2 separate regions of the Mus musculus genome follow, and region 1 is linked to region 2. Evidence: chromatin contacts called from public HiChIP or PLAC-seq data. All regions are on one chromosome and are shown on one strand. The core of a region is the stretch at or near the end of the contact, and the rest is flanking DNA. Distances in the headings are between cores, read along the strand shown. Region 1 has its middle 93 kb from the start of Reg3b. Region 2 holds the start of Ctnna2 (catenin (cadherin associated protein), alpha 2).

The links. HiChIP or PLAC-seq counts read pairs in DNA pulled down with a chosen protein or histone mark.
Region 1: a contact with region 2 is called in an H3K27ac HiChIP or PLAC-seq map of neural progenitor cells, with 4 times the contacts expected there. The contact joins the enhancer-like site here to the promoter of Ctnna2 in region 2. A contact is called at or near these places in 3 of 39 promoter capture datasets (cranial neural crest, hippocampal neurons and stem cell-derived epiblast-like cells) and 4 of 115 datasets of contacts at active chromatin or transcription factors (astrocytes, embryonic forebrain, forebrain and 1 more).

Annotation. Positions count from the first base shown.
Region 1 is chr6:78,274,496-78,280,403 of GRCm38.p6, reverse strand. No RefSeq gene overlaps it. Among named protein-coding and RNA genes, the nearest start is that of Reg3b, 93 kb to the left of the region's middle. Within about 2 kb of position 1,618, at least 16 of the 459 cell types and tissues checked have an H3K27ac peak or open chromatin away from gene starts, as enhancers often do. A contact at or near this core is called in neural progenitor cells, where this site is marked.
Region 2 is chr6:77,976,352-77,981,568 of GRCm38.p6, reverse strand. Ctnna2 (catenin (cadherin associated protein), alpha 2) reads left to right here and starts at 1,902. Exons shown (of 20, transcript NM_001109764.1): 1 at 1,902-2,149.

The DNA.
Region 1 (5,908 bases), core at 369-2,868, 300 kb before region 2:
TGCCTGGGTTTCCTGAGTACTGTGATTACAGGCATGAGCAAACTATTCTAGCTTCAAACCTAATCTTCCACCGAAACATTTTATTTGTTTTCTCTGTAAGTGACAAATAACCAAAAATCTGTCTCGAGTCCTCACATTCTAGAGCCTGATATGAAGAAAGAATTCTAGCTCTTAGCTAGTTAAGATGGAAGAGATGAATTCAACATCAACATAGCACACTAAATATTAAATAGAAAATTACTATAAACCCAATGGCTGACTAACGTTCACTCTCAATCCTTACTACTGGCACAACTAGGCAGTAACCTCAACTGGAGATTGAATTTGGTTGAGTTAGCTTTAACTTTCATCTTAGCACAGACTAGATCCACCTGAGAAAGGACTCTCAATTTTAGGGACTTCTGAGTTAAACTGACATGTAGCCATGGTTGTTGGAAATTTTCTGGGTCGTTTAATGAAGTAGGAAAGTCCAGCCCACTCTGGGTGGCATCACACCCTTGACAGATAGCCCAAGGCTGAAAGAGAAAGCTGGCTAAGCATGATGTTGTGAGTAAGCCAGCTAATCAGATACTCCATGGTTCCTGCTGTATTTCTTGACTATGAAATGAGTTCCTTGCCTGGAGATAATTACACATGAAATAGCAAGTGACCCTGCCTTTAGATTCATGCCTTAAATTTCCTCGGTGATGACAGTGAGCACTGAATGTAGAAGCTAAGAAAATCGTTTCTTCCCCTAAGTTGCTTTTGGTCAGAGTGTTTGATCACAGTAAAGGAATAAAACCAGGACAGAACTTTAATCCAAATATGAGGGAGAAAATTAAACATTCAAGTTATAAGAGTTTAATTCATTGTCCCCCATATTTCTGTGTGTAAACAAATAAGAAATGGTCTATGTGACATTGTTAATAGTAATCTGTGGATAAAACTTTAATCATGCTGAGAGTATATGTTTTAGACTTTGCATTACAGCAACAAAATCACCTTGGGAAACATCTTGAGAGCAACAGCATTTATTTCTATTCTTGGTTTCAGAGGTTTTGGTCCAGGCCTTCATCGTTCTAGGTCTCTGTGCCTGTGATGGATCAGAGCATCATAGTGGAGCAAAGCTCTTGAGCTCACAACAAGGAAGCAGACAAAATGTCTATACCAGGAGTCTTTCTCCTTCTTCCCTCTTTACCTGTCCAGCATATTTGCTGCCCCCCTCATGTTCATGATTATCCATGTCTCTTTAATTAATCATCTCTGTAAACATTCTCAAGACTATACTGAGAAGTGAATTTCACCTAGGTGCTTCTGCATCCAATCAAGCTGACAACTAATTTTACTTATGCACCCCTTCTCAGCTTGACATCCAAATAGACCACCTTAAAACACATAATCTCCAACAAAAATAAGGAAGCATTTAAAATTCTGTCGAACATCAATACTTTTCACTCAATTAAAACCAACTTCTCTTCCAACAATTTAACCTTTCAACAGCCCTTAAATGCTCAAGTTCCAAGCTCCCCCCCCCCAACATTCCAGAAAGCATCCTTAATGCTTCTGTGGTAGCAGCACAGAACTAGGTCTCTGGCAGAACATTAAACCCTTGTTAATCATTCAGGTTTCCAAGACCACAACAACAAAATCCTGCCACTATAACCTCCTCCGAAGATCAGAATGCTCAACTCTTTGAGAAGGAAGCCCAAGTTACCCACTTTTTCTTGATGTATTCTGTAATGATTTGCATAGTGACACAGCTATCAAGACAAGGTAGCTCTCAGAAGCCCATCTGAGGCCATAACAGCTGCTCACGTGTAGTGCACTAGGGTGTGAAGAAAAGCAATCCCAGGAGGTCAGCCTTACATTAGATTCTGCCTCACCTTGTCAGAGTCTCTTTCACATTCATCACATAAGCTCTGCCCCTCCCTTTCCAGGGACCATATGTTGTGCTACTTCTCAGCCCTCACGCTGCATTTTTCATTAGCCTTTTAAAGGATCTATAATAACAGAATAAGGAAGACTTCGCCTCCCATCCATATTAAAATGCTTCAAGCAGAGCAGAGTTGAACCTTGGGGAATTGTTCTAAAGAAGAATCCCAATGCAATTTCACTCACAGCCACTTAGCTCTTCTCTGCCCTAAAATTGCCAGTTGGAAACAAATTCACCAGTCACCACAAATATTACTAACAGATAACACACAGCATATGGCGGGAAGCCAGAATACTTCACAAATCTGAGTCAGGCGACTCCAGTGATTAGTGAGACATAATATATTTTCATCCTAGATATGAGCTGGAATGAGCTACCCAAACTGGGAAACTAGAAAGCAGTTCCATATGGTGCCAAGACGGCCAGACAGTGATGGGGGATGGGAAGAGGGAGAGATTCCAGAAATTACTACATTAGAGAATGCCATGGCTGGCAAGTCTCTAGCATCATATTGAAAAGAAAAGTCTTGGGGTTGGCCCTTTGATAAGTTTTAAAACAAGGCTGTGTCCCAAGGAATCTCTTTTTGTGTCTGCTAGTAAATGGTGGTACTTTCTATTATATAGGAGTTAGAAGATATCATGACACAAAATTGACAAGCCTAGAGGCAGAAAGATTGAGCGAAAGTCAAGAGTTTCTCTCACTATATTAGGTTATAATCATTTTAATGTTTAAATTCAGATGACCCCAACATCAGAGATGAAAGCCATGCAGTGGTGGCGCACACCTTTAATCCCAGCATTTGGGAGGCAGAGGCAGGCAGATTGATGAGTTCGAGGCCAGCCTGGTCTACAGAGTGAGTTCCAGGACAGCCAGGGCTACACAGAGCAACCCTGTCTCAAAAAACCAATAAAGAAAAAAAAAAGAAAGGAAGAAAAGAAAAAGAAAAAAGAAAAGAAAAGAACTCTAGAAGTCAAAGAAAATGCAATTCAATCTTTGTGTGTATTATATATTTCAACAGGGAAACATATAATATAGTCTGTCTGGACTCACTGTCTTTGAGGGGATGCTTGGAGAAGAGAGGAAAGAATATAGAATAATTAGAAATGGAGTTAGTGGGAATAATTGACAAATATGTAAACATTGAGCAAACATTGTTTAGGCTTTAATATTCTATAAAATGGAAGTGGTTTTTCTATAGATTTGTGGGCTTGACCTGCTTATGAATAAGGAATTGTCTTAGCAACAAATTGAAAAATAATATAAAAGATATTGACCACACCCATTGTAGAGGTGCATCTGGGATCCTGCCTGCATTATCTATCTCTCTGTGCTCCTTTGACATATGTCAGCCTGATATCCAGCTGTCAGCACTCTTCATCTCTGCCTCACTGGCTCCTAGAAGAGGCTGGGGCAATTCCACAGCAGGGCTGAAGTTTGGCATAGGGAGAATCCCTTAGGCACAACATCAAACAATGCTTTTCTGGTTTTGATGAACATAGCCTCCCGGTTCTAGCCAATAGAGATGACTCTAAGATGCATGTCTATGTTGTCCCCAGTGGGCACAAACTTTAATGACCCATGGTGGTTGGTTTTGAGACGAGTTTCTTCCCTTTATCATTCATTTTACTTTTCTCACTGCTATCGCATAACCATCAAGCTACTTAAGGAAGGAAGGTTTTATTTTGAGTCGGAGTTCCTGGACACAGTCCATCACGACAAGAAGTCGCCGTGGGAGGAGCTTGAGGTAGCTCTCCACATTGGAGCCACAGTCAGGACACACAGAGAGACACACATTGCTGGTCACTTTGCACTCTTTTTTTTTATTTAATTTTTTTCAGTCTAGCATCCATTCCATGAAATATTGTTGTCCACATTCAAGATGGGTCTTCTTATCTCAATTAACCTAATCTAAAATAATCCCTCTCAGACATGACTGGAGGCTTGACTCCTATGTAAATCTAGATATTTTTTAAACAATAGTAACTAACTGTCATACTGTCTTAATTTCTTGCTTATTATTGGTATTTGTTGAGTTTGTATTCCAAGTAAAATCTAGGACTAAAATATTTCAATACTGCCTCTGGGAATACTCAGAACTGTGAAAGTGGCTGCATGGGGAGAAGCACTTATCTTACTGTTGCTGATAACTGAACGTACTGCAGGGCAGAACATTGACATGATGTCACAGCAACCTGACTGATGCTCTATGAATGCTGGGACACCCAGATGTTCCTAATTGCTCCAGTATCTGAAAGACATGACAGTGAGCCTCTTGCATGATGTCAAAGAATGAAAACAGTCTTGGGTCAAACAACTCAAGAAACGGCATCAAAGAAAGACAGTAGGCTTCGGGACTGCACAGAACTAGACTCAGATTTCTGATAGACCAAAGACAGACTAAAGTGAAAATTAGACCTAGCACTTCAGCCTAATATCTGGTTTTGGAGTCCATAAAATATAAGGTGGGTAAGCCCAAGAGAATCTCATAGGCCACAGTGCAGACCCTGATGACAGGGTGAAATTCTGAGTGCTAATTTGGAAGGACATTCAGAATTAGCTATGTTTAAGAAACTGGAACACCTAGAGTCATTTGCAAAGAGAGTGACCCTTTTGCTTTTCTGGAGACTGGTGTCTTTTCATTCCCTGCAGGGTCTCTAGGAAAAGACTTTGTTAAGGCAGGTATTTCAGTAAAACTCAGTCAATATCCTACAAGCATCAGAAGTGCACTTTTTGCAGCTATGCAGGTGCAAGCACAATCAGTGTTTGCTGATGGCCTAAAATCTGATCTGATATAGCAGAAGCTGATGCAGAGGTAGAGTTCTCTTAGGGTTAGCACACATTTTATTTATGAGTTCTGAACTCTCCTAACTTTCTTACCTCAAAAGGATCCTTCTTAAACAATCATGATATTGAGAGTTACATTTTAATAGGTATATTTAGACAACACATAGATATATAGCCAGACCATAGTAGATAGCTGATAATACCTTATGAAACATAGGCCTTCTCTACATAAACCAATAATTATAGCCATGTTTTAGATTCTTTTGCCTGAGTAATTCTTCATCTTTCATCAGAAAACTGCAGCAGAACCTTAAGAAATTGCTAGGAATGAATATTTAGGATGCTCAATAGATATCTGGTCGAGTGGTCCAAATACAATGAAAGGAAGCTTATGAACATGGGGCAAAGTCACATGACTTATATTTTATTCTTTGTTTGTTTATCTGTTTGATTTATTCTTTATTTTAAAGATTTGTATATTTTATTTTTAGGTATTCTTCTCTCATACAATTTAATTCTGACCACAATGTCCTGGGAAGTACTGGAAGATGATTCAAGCATGTGTTTGAGGTGGCTTCTTGGAGCTTAGAGAGAGAAGGATGTCCTGCAGGATATGTCATAGGGAAGAAAGTACTTCCCTCACACAATATCAGACAAAGTATCAAAATACTTCAGAGATTGAAGCTAGTCAACAGCACATTTATTATCAAATGCAAAACAATAAATAGCCCAGAGGAAACTTTGTCCTTAAAACACTAGTAAATTAATAGATTCATTAGGAAAGAAGTGTCACCAATATTTGAAGAGTGAAAAAAATGTCAGCAGTTATTGGAAGAAGGACCATCATAGTACGTTGTGGGCACACAACTGGAAAGTTCCCATGCTTGGTGTGTGGCCCCACTCCTGTGCATAAATCGGCATTCTCACCTAAATTTTAGTGGGTTATTGACCAAAGACAGAGGCCAAGAAGAAAAGAGGAAGAGGAGATAAGTTTGAAAAGTGTGTGTGTGTGTGTGTGTGTGTGTGTGTGTATGAGAGGGGGGTAATAGGAGGAAGTAAGTAGAAGGTGGATATGACCATATTTACTCTATTCATGCATGAAATTGTCGGAGTAAAAATAAATAAAATTAAAAAAGGAAAACTAAAAAATAAATATGAACTAGTTTATGCCAAGATGTTAAGACCTATACAATAATGTTAAGTCTTGTCCAC
Region 2 (5,217 bases), core at 653-3,152:
TTCCAGATTCACCCAAACAAGTGGAAAAATATCACAGTAATATGTGGACAGTGGTGACACAAGTCTTCTATCCCAGCACTTGGGAGGCAGAGGCAAACGGATCTTGGATTTCTGAGTTTCAGACCAGTCTGGTCTTCAGAGAGTTTTAGGCCAGTTAAACCTTGTCTTAAACAAAACAAAACAAAACAAAACAAAACAAAACAAAACAAAACAAAACAAAAAACAAAAGCAAAAAATTCTGAGTAATAATATCAGGGGAAAAAATCAGCCCTTTGAGTATTCCCCTCATTTAACTGGAACTGTTGAGTCCTTATTCTGGGAATATTCAGAGTTTAAGGTGCCCATTGCTTCCTGGATAGCGCCATGTAGCTCTGATATAGGGTTTCTCTGCTTTTATAGAAGCACTTCAGCAGCCAGACTCTTGTTAGTTCCACAATACAAGATCTTGCAAGTGCTTACTCTAAACCAATGCTTTTTTTCAAACTCTAGTTGAAGGCCAGCAGCCAGTCTCCTCCAGTTCATGGGGGTCATATATTATAGCACAAATGCTTTAAGTGATATGTATATTTTATTTATTTAGCTAACTAGCCCGTCTATTTTGTTTATTTGTTTACTATCCCCCTTCCCCACCCCTGAGTATTTCTTCAGTTTCTATAGGCTGAGAGCAAAGAAAACACTGAGGAAAGAAAGCTGGCCGGCCTGCGGTGCTACTGTCCGTGGTCCTGAAGCACAATTGTGTGATAAAGGTGTTTAAAAATCATCGTTTAGCCTGCATTTTATGATATTGTCCACTTTTCCCCTAGACGTTTTAAATGTGATCAGCGGTTATAGGAAAGGAAAACACAGTCAAGGATACATTGGGGAAGAAAGAAGAGGAGCATAGAGAGTTAGTCTAGAGATAGTGAGACACTTGTGTTCCATGTAATTTCCTAACAACTGAAAACGTTCCATTTGGGAGCAACAGTGGATGAAAATACCGCGACAGAGCCAAGGATAAAAGGGCATTAGCAATGCATGTATCCAGTGATACAGGGTCATTTAAGTATAACATGAACAAAAGATCCAGTGAACCAGGAATCCAGATGGAATAAAGTGTAGGCTGTATTCCAAGTTGCCAGAAGCTTTCTTCCACTTTTTCCGCTTTGATGTAGTACAGACAAAGCCAAAGTTGTCAATCGGCACTGTGATCGAACAAAGACAATTGTAACTTATGCTTCTTCCTGTATATAGCGGTGTACTGGTGTACTGTTTTTGCCTCTAAGCAAATCTCGCAGTTAGACCCCATCACTAAGCTCCCAGTACTTCTGGCTGGCAAGGCACTCATGTCTCTAGTCATGTTCCCAACTCATGTAACCCCTATGAAGCAGAGAGTGACCTTAAATATTTTGGATACTTCAACATGCCTAGAGTGCTTAATACAGATAACTACAATGTCTTTCACGGAAATTGCTTTCACGGAGGTTTGTTTAACAGACACAGCCCTGATTTCTCTAACAGTTCCATCCTCTTTCAGGCTCTCTGGCATTCGGGGCTACAGGTCCACCTGGGCTGCACCGGGCCCTGGCCTCCTGCTGCCACGTGGTAAGGTCTTTCTGAGTGTGGAACCCCATCTGTCCTCCATCCCCTATGCAGATCATTCTGGAGTCCAGCCCCTCCCTGCAGGGCCCGCAACAGCTCCTGGTCCCCGCCCAGAGGGTAACGCCATTGCCATGGAGACGGCACCTGCGCCCTCTGTGGCTCCTTTCTCCAGTCCCTCCCCTCCGGCGCTCCCGGGCGGCGCTCCCGGGCGGCGCGCCCGCGTGCCCATCCTTTAGCAGCCCGGGCGAGTCGCGGGCACGAGCGAACGAGCAAGCAAGTGAGCGGCCGCGCGTGCGCACTGGCCACCTCCCCTAGCGGCGATCCGGGCCGCTGCCGCTCGCTTGGGCAGGACGCGGGGCGGGCGGGGGGAGGGGGGAGCGGCTTTGCTGGCAGCCCTGAGTGAGGCGGAGACCCGGGCGGAGCGGGCGGCACCGCACCTCGGCCAGAAGCAGCTGCAGCAGCTGCCCTAGTCCCCACCGCCGCCTCTCCAGCAGCTTCTGTCATTCCGCGCCAGCTGCTGCAGACAGAGGACGAGGAGGAGGAGGCGAGAAACTCCCACCGACCCACAGAGGTGAGTCCCGGGCAGAGCATCCTCCATCCTTGCCTGCCTCCCTCCCTTCCTGCCTCCCTCCCATCCTCTTCGTCCTCCCCTCCCTCCCGCTCTCCAGCCCTCCCGCCCTCATCTTTCCCAACATCCCTCTCTCCTCTCCGCTCCTTTCTCCTTTCCAGCCTTTCTTTCATCCCTTTCTTCTCTCACCCAGCCCTACTTCCTTCCCACCCTTTCTTTCTTCCCTGTCTTCCTTTCAGCCACTCACCCTTCAGCTCATCTTTGCATACCTTTTATCTATCTTCTCTTTATCACCCCTCCTTTTCTTATCCTCACCCCCTTCCCTGAGGGTGGGATGGTGGGAGCATCCTTGCCTGGTACAACTGTCCGGATTCGGGGGTTTCTTGAAAATTGGTTTCCTGTACCAAGAGAGGCACGCTCGCGCAAAGGATGCCCTGCAGTTCTTTACATTGTCAAGATTAAGGGTCAAGTTGGACAGAGTACTGGAAACTGGAAGGAATAGAGTCCAGGAACAATCTATGGATGTGTGCTATAAAGGGTGGGGGTGGGGAGGTTGTCACTTAGATATGTTTCCAACCGTCCCCCACTCCCCTCTTCAACAGTTTCTTCCTTTCTTTTTTTCCCCCTGGGATTACACATTCCCAGTGTGTATCACACTAATTTAAAACCCAGGCTTTTCTGCTGTGATTGTCGTCTCCATGAGAAACCACAAGGAAAGAGAAGCCTGGAAGGGAACAAGAAAGAAAAGAGGGGAGGGGTGAGGAAGGTTGGCAACAGTGGAAGCCTGAATCCCTTCCTCTAGGCCTTTCTGGATTGATGTTTTCAAACCACCCGCCTAATATTCAGCTTGGACTTGAACCTGTGTGTCCTTGGCTCCGTCACTACTTCACAGACAGAAACTCTCTCAACTTTAATACCGGTGCATTACACATTGTGTTTTGCTTGGTATGCAAAACACCCGGAGAACTTGCTTTGAAGAAATAGAAAGATAACACTTTTTGTTCATCCCTGGTTAACTTCAAGAAAATGAGAATGGCTAGCCAGCTATTGAAGAATGAGGCTCTCCTTTGCCGTTTTGTAAACATATCATTTTGATAGCTTTAGCTGTGTGGTAGGATACAGCACAGGCACCCTCAGTCATGCTCAGCCGCCTTATAGAAATCTTGACATTTTGGGGGGAAAATGTTCTGTGTACTTATTCCTAGATGTGTTTACACTAATGGGAAAGTTGAATTAGCTCTGGGAAGATTGTTCCTGAGAATTTTAAATTTTCGGTCAGTTTTGCATCAGTTGCTTGCACTGAATCTTGTGTTTCACATTGCTGTCTTCAGCGTCACTTCAGTACATTTCAGTCTTCATCAAGAATGGCATGGCAGTTTTTCTGTTTGCAAATGTTTCTGAAAAGCTTAACTTATACATGGTGGCACAGCCATGCTGCTTCAGTATAACGTCTCGGGGGCTCTGATTGTGTGCATAAAAATAAGCTGAAAAATCAAAGACTTAGTTTGCCCCATTGAGATTCTTCCGAATGATTACTCCACCCCCAGCCTTAACTTTACCATAGTTAATTTTCTTGTATAGGTAGCATGTATAGAGGGATCCAAAGCTGGATTCACTGAAGTTGCAGTCAATAACTATAGCATGGAGAAAGTCGTGGATTTATTCCTCTTGTTGAAATTTTGATGACTTTCCAGCAGTGTAATAGGCACTTTTGCATTTTATGTGACTGTAAAGTAGGAGTTGAGATGAAGAGAATTGCCTTCGAAAGTGACAGAGTGCCGACCTGCCTAAACGACTGATACTGATGGCCATGTGGATTCATATTTGGAAAGTATATGATATTAGCAAACAAGGGAAGCCTCTCTCTTTCACCTTCCCTGGAGGAATGCAGCTCCTTTCATGGCTTCTCAGGCTTGTGATCCATGTGACAGAAGCTTGGTTGGAGTATCGGTTACTAATGTCTCCAGGAAGAATTGTATTCAACCGTGTATATGTTTGAATGGTTATCCTAGATGACAGTGAATCCCATACAGGTGTGATTTTGGTGCTGCTGTTTCTTTCCTCGCCCTAAGTCTCAGCTGTGACAATCATATATGGTAATAGTAAGTTTGTTTGGTTCTAACTTACTTTCAAAGGCCATTCTGCCTGCCCACCTATTACACTGGCTTTGTGGAGTTTTGGGTGTGGGAGGAGCAGTTCCTCATCAGCCAGCTTTTTCTGTTGCAAGTCTTCCTCTCAGAAGGATGAGGGAGTATTTCTGATAAGAATACAGTGCTCACTATGAAATGAAAGGCACATTTTATCTGACTTTTGTTTATAAATATTCATCAATATTGTGAAAGGAGGGTGAAGTTATTAAAGAAATAGAAAGTGAAATATTTTGTTTACGACAATATCTTAGGAGAGTAGATGAGTTAAATGAATAAAATATGAGGTAGAAAAGGATTTAATGCATAAAAAAGGCAATTTGATGTAGCTGGGGTGTAGCTTAGTGTTAGTTTTCTTGCACATCAAGAGCCAGTCCTTGGTTTGTTCCACAGCACCCCCAAAACAGAACACAAACGACAAAAGAGCAGCTTGACCCCCTAACTAACAAACACGTTTGCACACATGCATTGCTTTTGCATGAATTTTATTTCCAGAAGCATCTGTTTTTAATTGCATTGGGCCTTTAAAATACAAATAAAGACCACATAGAACATGCTATGGACCCTCACATGAAATATTCTGGGTATATTCTGTGTATGTTCCTCCCTTCAAGCTCTTAACACACATGCAAGCTAATGCTGAGTAGGGTGAGCTGTCGAAAGAAGTGGAAAGAAGAAAAAGACACTGTCTTTGGCCTCAGCTTGTAGGATAGTTGAAGATAAAAGGTATCTGCATGAGGTCCAGTTTCACAGCTGCAAAGAGCCAGATCTTTGTAGAAAGCTTTCAAACGGAGTTCAGCTTCTCTTGCTTAAGAACACGTGTGCTTTACCTGCTCTTTAAGAAACTTGTTTTATCAATGATATGAGATTATGATTCATGGAATTTGCTTAGAGATTAAATCTGTTAAGCACAAAATTTGAAGC